Regions from separate parts of the Delphinus delphis genome. Here region 2 is linked to region 1. The links are chromatin contacts, called in public Hi-C maps. All regions are on one chromosome and are shown on one strand. The core of a region is the stretch at or near the end of the contact, and the rest is flanking DNA. Distances in the headings are between cores, read along the strand shown.

What was found. Hi-C and Micro-C count contacts between places; a contact is called where the count stands out from the background.
Region 2: a Hi-C map of muscle shows a contact between it and region 1, with 6 times the contacts expected there. The contact joins the promoter of BUD13 here to the promoter of SIK3 in region 1. A contact is called at or near these places in 2 of 3 Hi-C or Micro-C datasets (lung and muscle).

Annotation. Positions count from the first base shown.
Region 1 is chr8:17,231,958-17,237,113 of mDelDel1.2, forward strand. SIK3 (SIK family kinase 3) reads left to right here and starts at 2,513. Exons shown (of 24, transcript XM_060017905.1): 1 at 2,513-2,826. The coding sequence starts at 2,554.
Region 2 is chr8:17,535,821-17,540,976 of mDelDel1.2, forward strand. It overlaps BUD13 (BUD13 homolog), which reads left to right and starts at 2,395. Exons shown (of 10, transcript XM_060017910.1): 1 at 2,395-3,549. The coding sequence starts at 3,407. It overlaps ZPR1 (ZPR1 zinc finger), which reads left to right. Exons shown (of 14, transcript XM_060017911.1): 14 at 249-1,082. The coding sequence ends at 383.

The DNA of each region.
Region 1 (5,156 bases), core at 1,263-3,762:
TACTTTTCCTACTAGCTACTACTCTGACAGGGTTTATAATCCAGTGGGGGAGGATCTCAGCTTCCAGAGGTAGGCTTCCTGGGTTTGAATGCTAATTCTAGGATTCACTTTCTAGCCCTATGACCATGGTCAACTCCTTTAATCCCTCTGTGCCTCATTTTCCTTATCTGCAAAATGGGGATAATAATATATTCTGTCTCACAGGGTTGTTCAAGATTAAGTAAGTTCATTTATATAAACTGCTTAGCATAGTGCCTGGCAGACTGTTGTTATTGTGAGTTCCTCCCAAATTTAACTCGGTTCTTGGTATTCGACAAATAATTATTAAATACATACATCTAAACTGTTTTCCTTTTTCCCTGATGATCTTCGTTCATCAATCCCCTCCCTAATTTTCTATATTATTCTCACCAAAGAGGACTCTTCAGAGAAATCTCCAGCAAGTCTTTGTCCAAGTCTCAATAGGACACAGCATCTACTGGCCTCTATCCATACAGGCACAGAGCATAAATCACATAATACACAGCATACACATTCTGGCCATTACTAGGGACAAGAGTGATCTGCCTGCCTCTTCTTCTGGGAAGTTAGACCAATGCTCCATTTTCTAGTTTCTCCCCAGAGGCTTCTTTGTTTTTGACACCCTCCAGAGAGCAGCAGAAGTTGCTGTACCTGATGTTCAGATGATCTCCATGGGTGGAGGAGAGGCTGTAAAGTTGTTACGAGAATGGTTTCTGTGCTGCTCTTGCAGCCCTCGGAGCAAAAGAGTTTTCCCCCTTGCCTTACTGCTCATAAGTTTTCTGTTGAGACCCCCATCCTCCTCCTTTCCTTAAGGAGATAGTATAACTGGGACCCTGGGGCCCAGCACCAAAGTTAATATACAGTCCCTGTTCGAGGCAGGTGATTAGGGTCAAAGTGATGAGAGGCTGGCCACATGCCATCATTTATATGCAATTGAATGAGCTCAACCAATGAAACGGCTTAACCACTGCAAGAAGCTGAGGACCACTTCATCCTTATCCTTATTTGCTAGTAAAGAAGCCAATTAGTGTTAATTGTGCTGGTAATTTGGAACAGCAACCAGGGAATTGATTCAAGGCAATTGTGGAATGACCTCCCTGTCCTGTCCTAGTCCCAGCCATTATTCATAGTCAGATGGGGAATCAGAGAGCTAGTAAATATCTTTTGGTCAGAGAGAGTAAATAGGGGCTCTGCTTCTCATACATTCACAGTGCCCTGGGTGTCAGTTTTTAATATTGTACATGCAGTGACCTGACAACACAGTTCTGCCATCAGGAGAGACATAGATGTGGAGGGGTCAGGACTGGAAGGAGGAATACATTTCAGCATTGGAGTGCTCACAGCCTTCCCTCCTCCCCACTTGCCTGACCAGACCATCTCGTTATTGACAGTCCAGTAGCCTACCCCTCCCCGGCCCTACCTGAAGCTGTTAAAGCCCATCTACTTAATAAAGGGTGGGGGGGAAAGAGGGGGAAACCCGGGAGATAGTGAGGGCTCTGGAGGGTGTGGAATAGCAGATAACACAGGAGAGAAGAAAAAGGGATATGAGATTTACTACTGGAATTTGATTTGATCACCTTTAATGTCCTTGGAGAGTCGCTGGTAAGGGTGAATTTTTATTTTATTATTTACTTATTTTGCCCAACAGACGTAACGCATTTAACCATGACGTGCACCACTGCTTCATCAGGGTTCTACAAGTGACAGAAATAGGACGCAGGCACTTCTTTGACAATCATCTAGCTATAGACTTATTCAGAGACGGGGTGGGAGGAAGGAAAATGACGTCCCTGCTCTGGCCCTCACCCACCCAATGACTGGAATGCGTGTTTGGGCTGGTTTCTCCGCCCTTGAGCACGCAAATCCTAATTTCCCCATTCCTCTACATTCGGTGACAATTAGAGTGGTTGTACCGGGTGAGTTGGGTTTTTTAAGAGGAAGGAATTTTACTGAAGAATTCCCCTGCCTCGCTTCCGACTTGGTTACAGTTGCTTCGATACTGTAGCTATTCCTGCCTTTGGGGCCTCAAGGGCTAAAGTGGGACAGTGCTAATATTTCTGGTGATGAGGAAATACTTTGTTTTAAAGGAGCCTGGGTGATTGCCGAACTGGGACAGAGGTCACACTAGGGGTCACATTCGCTGTTCCGGGGGGATCGAGGGCGGGTTTGGGTCAGGCATAAGCACCCCCCGGCTCCGGCAACGCTGCGGCGGCTTGGAACCTGCTGGCACACTGGCGGTGCCCACTGTCTCCTCCCCGAAGGGGGGCACCCGGGAGCCGACACCCGAGGAACCGTGCCCACGCGGGAAGGTCGAGCTCGCCGGTGAGGTCACGGTTGCCATGGCTCTAGGCAGTGACGCGCGTCGGCACGTGACGAGCGGTTGCCATGGCGCCAGGCCCCGGCGGCGCGGGCGCTCCGCCTCCCGGAGTGACGTCCCCAGGCTCCCCCCAACCTCTTTTCCCGCCCCTCTGCCCCCTCCCCCCCTCCCCCCGCCGGCTCCCCGCGGCCCCGGAGGTTTCACTGCACAACAAGATGGCGGCGGCGGCGGCGAGCGGAGCTGGCGGGGCTGCCGGGGCCGGAGCGGGGGGAGCCGGGCCGGCGGGCCGCCTGCTGCCTCCGCCCGCCTCGGGGCCCCCGGCTGCCCCCGCTGCTGTGCCCCCGGCGGCTGGCCCGCCGCGTCCCTCAGCCCCGGCCTCCCGCGGGCCGGTGCCTGCCCGCATCGGCTACTACGAGATCGACCGCACCATCGGCAAGGGCAACTTCGCTGTGGTCAAGCGGGCCACGCACCTCGTCACCAAGGCCAAGGTAGTGGCGCGGTGGGACCGGGCGGCGGCGGGGCTGCGCGGCCCGGGACCGTCCGAGTGCTGAGGGCGCAGGAGAGCCCCGCGACACCGAGGCTGAGGGGTCGGCGCGGGAGCGGGGCTCGGGAGAGCGTTGGGGACCGGGGAAACGGGTAGGGGGCTGTCGAGCGAGAGTGCGGAGAGGGCGAGCAGAAGGTGGGGGACACCGGGGGACCCGGGAGAGGGTAATTGCACGGCAGAGGGGACGCAGGGGGCCACTGAGCGCGGGGACCTGGGGAGCTAGGGAGCCGGGGATGGGGAGGGGGCTCCCTGGGCTGTGCGGAGGGTCGTAGAAGGGATGATTGGAAAGAAGAGGTTTGGAACTCTCCCGGAGCCAGGAGGCAGTAAGCTAAGAAGCCTCTGGAACCAGCAGTTAGGAAATCCTAAGGGAATGAGGGCAGGGGAATAGGAAATGTGGACCAGGAGGATGGGGGGAAAACGGGTGAAACCGGCAGCCCGCAGATGTGGGATTATGAGGGGAACGAGGATAGCTGGGGCACGTCCCAGGGGTATGTGGTGGGTACAGGGTACTGAGAGGTATGAGGGACCTGGTACCTTCTGACAGAGGCACCAATCAGCATTTGATCGTCCAAGACTGATAGATGGTGGGAATGGGAGTCTGAGGACAGACAGGATTATTGGAGGAGGTGATGAAAAAAATGGGGAAATGTGGAGGAAAAAAAGCACTTTATTTTTCTGCAGGAAGGGGGTCAGGGAACAGAGGCCCAAGGGGGGCCCAGGTTTGTGGTGGCCCTAGGTACTCAGGGGTTAAACAGTTTGGGAGAGCTGGATTGCTGGTTATATTTAGTTGTTGGAGGGTCCAGAACTGTGGGCCTTATAGAGCCCAGAGTGGGCTGTCAGTGGTGAGGGGAAAGCCTGGTGACTGAGGAGGTGTGTGAGGAACCCAGACACTCATGGGGCCCTTTGGTTCCCAAGGGATTTGTGGAGCTGTGGTGGTGCAATTGGGCAAGGTCAGTTAGGAAGCCATATCCGTTTAATATTTTACATAGAAAATTCATTTTTGGAGGAAATGTGGTTGGCTCTTTCCTGTGGTCTTCTTCATTGGGAGTATTGGAATCGAAGACCCGAGGAGGAATTGTTTGATTTTGACAGGACTCACAAGCCCATTTGTACTCCGGATTTCTTTCTTTGCTCCGTCTCTCACTTGAATGAATACTTTAGATGTAGTCATTCATTATATTTAAAGCTGCAATTTGTGTTTCCCTCACCCTGACTAATGAAGAACTGTTACAGCTGCTGCTGCTTCCTACCAAAGCCGCGTCAATTCCCCTCCCCTCCTCAGCCTAGCCTCTGGTTCTTGTCACCTACCTTGTTTCTGCTCTTATGGCAGCCCCTTGCTTTCAGAAGGCAGTGACTTACCTCTGCCTTGTCTCCTGCTCACTTATGACCCGAAGTCCCTTTTTCCCTCCTTTCTGTCAGACTGTTAGGGGCCCTTCTTAGCAGGGTGGCTTTGGGGGGTGGCTGTGGAAAATTGATTGGTCAGTTTCACTTCCTCTGGGGGGGCCGCCTTCAGCCTTTCTGTCAGTGTCTGTCAGAGGGCCTCAAGTCTGCAGGTCTGAGCGGAATGAGATCCCAAAGTGCCAGGTTTCCTGGTGCTCCTCTCAGCCCCCTGGCGGGGAGTAGACTGAGCCAAGACTCTGGTGCATCTCTGCACCCCTGAGTGTTTCCAGTTGTGTTTACTGTTAGCCAAGCCAAATTTATGTTTACAAACAGCTCTAGTTGTTGGAGCCTTGTTCCTTGTTTTGGTATTTCCTTTCGCCACGGCCTCCCCCTCCCACCTAAGTAATCACGTCGAGCTCCTGTGATTATTTTGCTCTGACCTCTGGGGGACAGACTCTATGAACTTAATTGGTTGCCTGGTTTATGGTATCTCTGGTTTAAAGAATTTTGTATCTTACAGCCCTTGGATACACCAAAATATTGATTAAAAAAATCTGTGACAGAGAGGGTTGAATATTTTTGTAAATGTAATTGCAAACAGTTGATTCTTGGCTTTATATATAATAGAGACATTTCTATCTTCAGTAGTCAGAAAAGCCAGTGGCTAATTATGGCTGGTCTCCCCGCTTTCTAATTTTCCAGTGTGTGTGTGTGTGTGTGTGTGTGTGTGTGTGTGTGTGTGTCTGTGTCTAAGTTTTTCTCAAAGTCTTTGGTATCCTTTAGGACTGCAGCATTTTAAACATCAGCTTGTTTATAAATGGGTGTCACTGTTTATGTTGGTTTTTTCTTTGATCATTTGTGGTGTGCAGTTATGCAATTCCTATGCATGGAAAT
Region 2 (5,156 bases), core at 1,145-3,644, 300 kb after region 1:
TTAAAAAGAGAATAAAGGGACTTCCTTGGTGGTCCAGTGGTTAGGACTCTGCTTCCACTGCAGGGGGCGCACGTTCAATCCCCGGTCAGGGAATTAAGATCCCGCATGGCGTGCAGCCAAAAACAAAACAAAACAAAAAGGAATAAACACCTCCTTAAGGTCCTGGGAAAGTGGGAATTGGAAGCTGTCTGGGGGGGTGGGGGTGGCAGGATGGCACAGGCACTGATGGTCTGTCCTTGGCCTTGCAGAACGTGTACGCACCAGAAGATGATCCTGAGATGAAGGTGGAGCACTATAATCGCACATTTGACCAAAACGAGGAACTGGGGCTCAATGACATGAAGACGGAGGGCTATGAGACAGGTCTGGCTTCCCAGCGGTAGCCGTGGGTGGTTCCCGGCCAGCCTCCAGTGCTGCTCAGACCGCAGGGTTATTTATTGCTATTGGAAAAGACTGGAGTGGCCTCCCTACCAGGCCTTGCCCATGTGGGGAGGACACCTGGTCTGAGTCAGAGATCTGAGCACAATTTCTGAACAGTTTGTGACGGAAACGCAAGCCTCTTGGGTTACTTGACCTTGTTTTGGAGGATTTGAATTGGCCTGCGAAGAAACCCAGAAATGAACCATCAGGCATGTCATTGTCATTTTTTTCCTATAAAGTCTTTACCCTCCCTCCACACAATGCTCTCTCATGTCAAGTTGGAACTCTGAAGAGCTGGAGAAGGTGAAGACAGCTACGTCTGGAGTTTGGAAGTTGGTTTGGGTGTATAAAATACTGACTCTCAACAGGAAGAGAGTCTTCTGAGGGGAGGGAGTCTAGGACAGGTGAAGAAGTTCTCATTAAAATGGTGGCTTTCAAACAGCACTGGCCTCTGAAATCACTCTGTCCTTGTTTTATTATTATTTATTATTATTTTATTTTTATTTTGCACTCTGTCCTTGTTTGTTATGCTGGTAGAATTCAACCTCCTGAAGAACATTTTCTCCGGTGTGGCTACTGTAATTTGGGGACTGGAGCTGGCATTTCACTCATTCCTCCAATAGATGTTTGAGTGCTTGCTTTGTGCCTGGCACATCATAGAACTGAACAAAATAAAGCTCTGCTTTCACGGAGCTTCAAGTGTAGTGGGGAAAATTGGCAAACAGAGTGGGTGGGGGGTTGACAAGAAACCAACAAGTAGAACAGTGTCAGATTAATCACCATGTTATGGAGGAATGTCAAGCAGGGAAGGGGTCTGGGTAGTGCCAGGGAAGGTGGGGGCATTAGCTTTATTAGATGGAACTGCAGAGACAGGGCAAAACTTAGACCATGCCACTGGTCGTGAATGCATTTGATCCTGCGTAACTGCCCTGTGAGGCAGGGTTAAGCCCTGAGCTTAGTCTTGTCAGGCTAAGGTTTGGTACTGAGTAGAAAGGGTAGAGGTGGAACTGAAGACAGAAATGGGCAGGAGGCGATGGGGTGGAGAGGACTATACTGGTAATGTTCACTGGAGCAGAAATATGAGACATTCCTGATGTCTGCTGACACCAGGGTGGAGGCAGGGCTGTGGAGTTCAGCTTGAGATACACTGAAGTGTACTAGAAGCCAAGGCAGGGTTGTGGATGGGAGACCTGTGGGGCCCTGCAGCTAGTGAAGCCCTATCAGTCCAGTGCCCCCTTCTCATAGGCCCTGAGGGACCCAGCCTGCTCTTCTTCCTGGGCCTGTGCTGTGACCACCCAGTGTAGCCCAGTGGTTAAAAGTTCATGCTTCAGGGCAGTGACCTCCAAACCTGTTTTCTTATGTATATTTTCTGAACATGTGTTCCAAGATATGCGTATTTATTTATAAAGTATAACAATACTTTATTGACTAATAAACCTTAAAACGTGACAAAAATTTAACATATCGTGAGATAAGTAAAATACGCAATCTAATTCTTTTTCAAGAAATTTGGATTACCTCTTGCACCCCACTTTGTTAGCCTCTGCTCCCAAGGGTCATATGTTCTGGCTGTGTGAAGTTGGGCAACTTAACCTCTCCAAGCTTCAGTTTTCTCACCTGTAAGGTAAGGATAATAAAAGCATCTGAGAAATGTGAGGGTTAAATGAGATAATTCAAGTAAAGCTCTTAATGCCCACAGGAAGAAAAGTCTTCTCCCTAAACTTGAGTATTAGAATTCAGTCTCTCTCTAGGGACTTCCCTGGCGGTCCAGTGGTTAAGACTCCGCTTCCACTGCAGGGGTCACGGGTTCCATCTCTGGTTGGTGAACTAAATCCTGCATGCTGCCTGGCCAAAAAGTAAATTACCTGAGTTTTAAAAAATAAAACACTGAATGAAAAAAAAAAAAAATTCAATCTCTCTAGCTTCTCTCTTGCCATGTTGAAAATAGATCCAGGTCATTTTCATTGGAAATATACGCAAGAGATAGCTAGGGGCAACAAATATCAAATGTGGGTAAGATACATAGGTTAGAAACCTCCATATTTTTCATAGTAATTATATTGGGTTTGGAATTCCTGAATTCCTCTGTTGAATAGTTCTTTTTTTTTTTAAAAGGGCTTCAAATGCTTGGCTTTTTATTTATTTATTTTTGGCTGTGTTGGGTCTTCATTTCTGTGCAAGGGCTTTCTCTAGTTGCGGCAAGCGGGGGCCACTCTTCATCGCGGCCTCTCTTGTGGAGCACAGGCTCCAGACGCGCAGGCTCAGTAGTTGTGGCTCACGGGCCCAGTTGCTCCGCGGCATGTGGGATCTTCCCAGACCAGGGCTCGAACCCGTGTCCCCTGCACTAGCAGGCAGATTCTCAACCACTGCGCCACCACTGCGCCCTGTTGAATAGTTCTTGAAAGCCTATCAAAGCAGATTTCTCTCCACCTAAACATACTAATAAAAATAACTGACACACTATGCCAGATGCTGTTCAAAGCACTTTACACAGTAATATTAACCTAGTCCTTGCAACCATTGGGTTCGGTGTCATTTTTATCCCCATTTTGTTAAGTATGTTGCCCAAGGTCGTACAGTTAGGAAGTTATGGAAGCAGAACTCAAACTCAAGCTGCACTGCAGCTCCAGAGCCCCCGTACCTAACTACTGCTCTCTGGTCCTTCTGAAGCTGCTGGGGGCAGAGATCTTGTTGGGGTCGTGGCTGTAGCCTCGCGGCTACAACAGCGCTTGCTGCACGGTCTGTTGAATGACAGAATGGACAAAGATGAGAAACACGATTGTAACGTCAGAGGGATGTGAAGTGGGCCCGCAACGTGCGCGTGCCCCTCGTAAGCCCACAAAAGCTCACACGAGACTCCCTGTCGGTTCCAAACACCCTCCCTCACTTCCGGTCCTGGCCCCGCCTCCCAGAGTCTTCGCTCTCCGTTTCGCGTTCAAGAATTTTGTCCGCAGCGTCGATCCGTCTCCCCGCCTTCGCTGCTGCCATGGCGGCAGCTCCGCCGCTCTCAAAGGCCGAATACCTGAAGCGTTATTTGTCTGGGGCAGATGCCGGCGTCGACGGGGGCTCTGAGTCCGGCCGCAAGCGTCGCAAAAAGCGGCCGAAGACTGGCGGGGCCGGCGGCAAGGGGTGAGTTGGCCCTGGCGGGGCGCGGTCCGCGGGGCTCGCCGCCCCTCACCTTCCCAGCTCCGCCCTCGGCCCGGCTCTTCCTGGGCTCCTCGCTGGCGGCCCCGAGGGGCCCAGCGCTCTTGATTGCTCGCCCGGCGCTGCCTGAGCCCAGAGTCCGCTCAGACCGCTCCTCGCGCCCCTGGGCAGTATCTTCGACGTATTCAGGCCTGGCTGTAACTTTCATTACTCTTTTCCCGCCTTTGTAGCATTCCGTCCTCTCCCTCAGAGAATGAATATTGTGCCCTGAGACTAAAGTGGTGAAGCAAATTCAGAGGTTCTGTGCGTGGATATTAAGGGCCCAGAACATGTCGGTGGGGATTCTCCAATGCCAAGGACTCCGGTCCTGAGTCGGAGACCTATGCTCACTTCCTGTTACTCTTCCTACTACTACTAACAATAACAACTAACGCTTATACAGTTCTTGTCATGTGCCAGGCACCGTTCTAAGTACTTTAGACCTAAACGAATTTATTTAAGCTTCATAACAGTACCATGAAGTAGATATTTTTGATACCCCCACTTTTCAAACGAGAAAACTTACGTGGCCCAGTGTACTGGGTTGAATAGTGCCCCTTCCCTCCAAGGCATGTCCACCCAGAACCTCGGAATGTGACATTGTTTAGAAATAGGGCCTTTGCTGTTGTAATTAGTTAAGATGAGGTCATAGTGGGTTAGGATGGACGCTGAATCCAATATGACTGGGGTCCTTTTAAGAAAAGGGAAATTTGGATACAGAAACAGACTTAGAGGGAAAACTACCACGTGAAGATGGAGGCTGAGACTGGACTGGATTTATGCTGACAATAGGGGTTACCAGAAGTGTGAGGAGTCAAGGAAAGGTCTTTCCCTAGAGCCTTACTGGCGGGCATTGCCTTGCAGACTCCTGATTCCAGACTTGAAGCCTCCAGAACTGTGAGAGAGAATACATTCCTGTTGTTCTAAGCCGCCCAGTTTGTGGTACTTTGTTAGGCAGCCCTAGGAAACTAATAATATACCCAATAAAGTCAAGTAGTTCCGAAGAACTAATCCATTTCCTCTCGTGGTTTGGTTGTTGTGTTATTCTTGCTTTCTGTCCCCTCTGACTTGTGTGGATTCCTTGGAGGCAGTGCCATGTAGTGAAATTAACTTGAGCTTTGGAGTAACACTGATTAGGCTTGCGTCCTAGCTGTGCCACTTTATGGGGTGTGTGGCCTTGGGCAAGATATTTCATCTATCTAAGCCTCAGTTTTTTCATCTTTAAAAATGAGAGTAAAACGGAATGATATCACTTATATTAAATGGTTGTTGTGATAAGTGATCTTGCCTTTTCAAATAATAACTGTTAATAATGACTGTTTATATTTATGTTTGTTACATAGTTTATCCGTGTAACAAACATTTATTGAGTATTTCCTATGCCAGTTTTTGCAGGGTGTTGAGGATATCACTGTGAGTGAGAGAGGCATAGTCCCTACTCTGATGGAGCTTATAGCTTAATGGGGATACAGCCTTTAAACAACTAATTACACAACTGGTTGATTTATTTCCTTTGTGATAAAGTATTCCAAGAATGAGTAATGGGGGTTCTT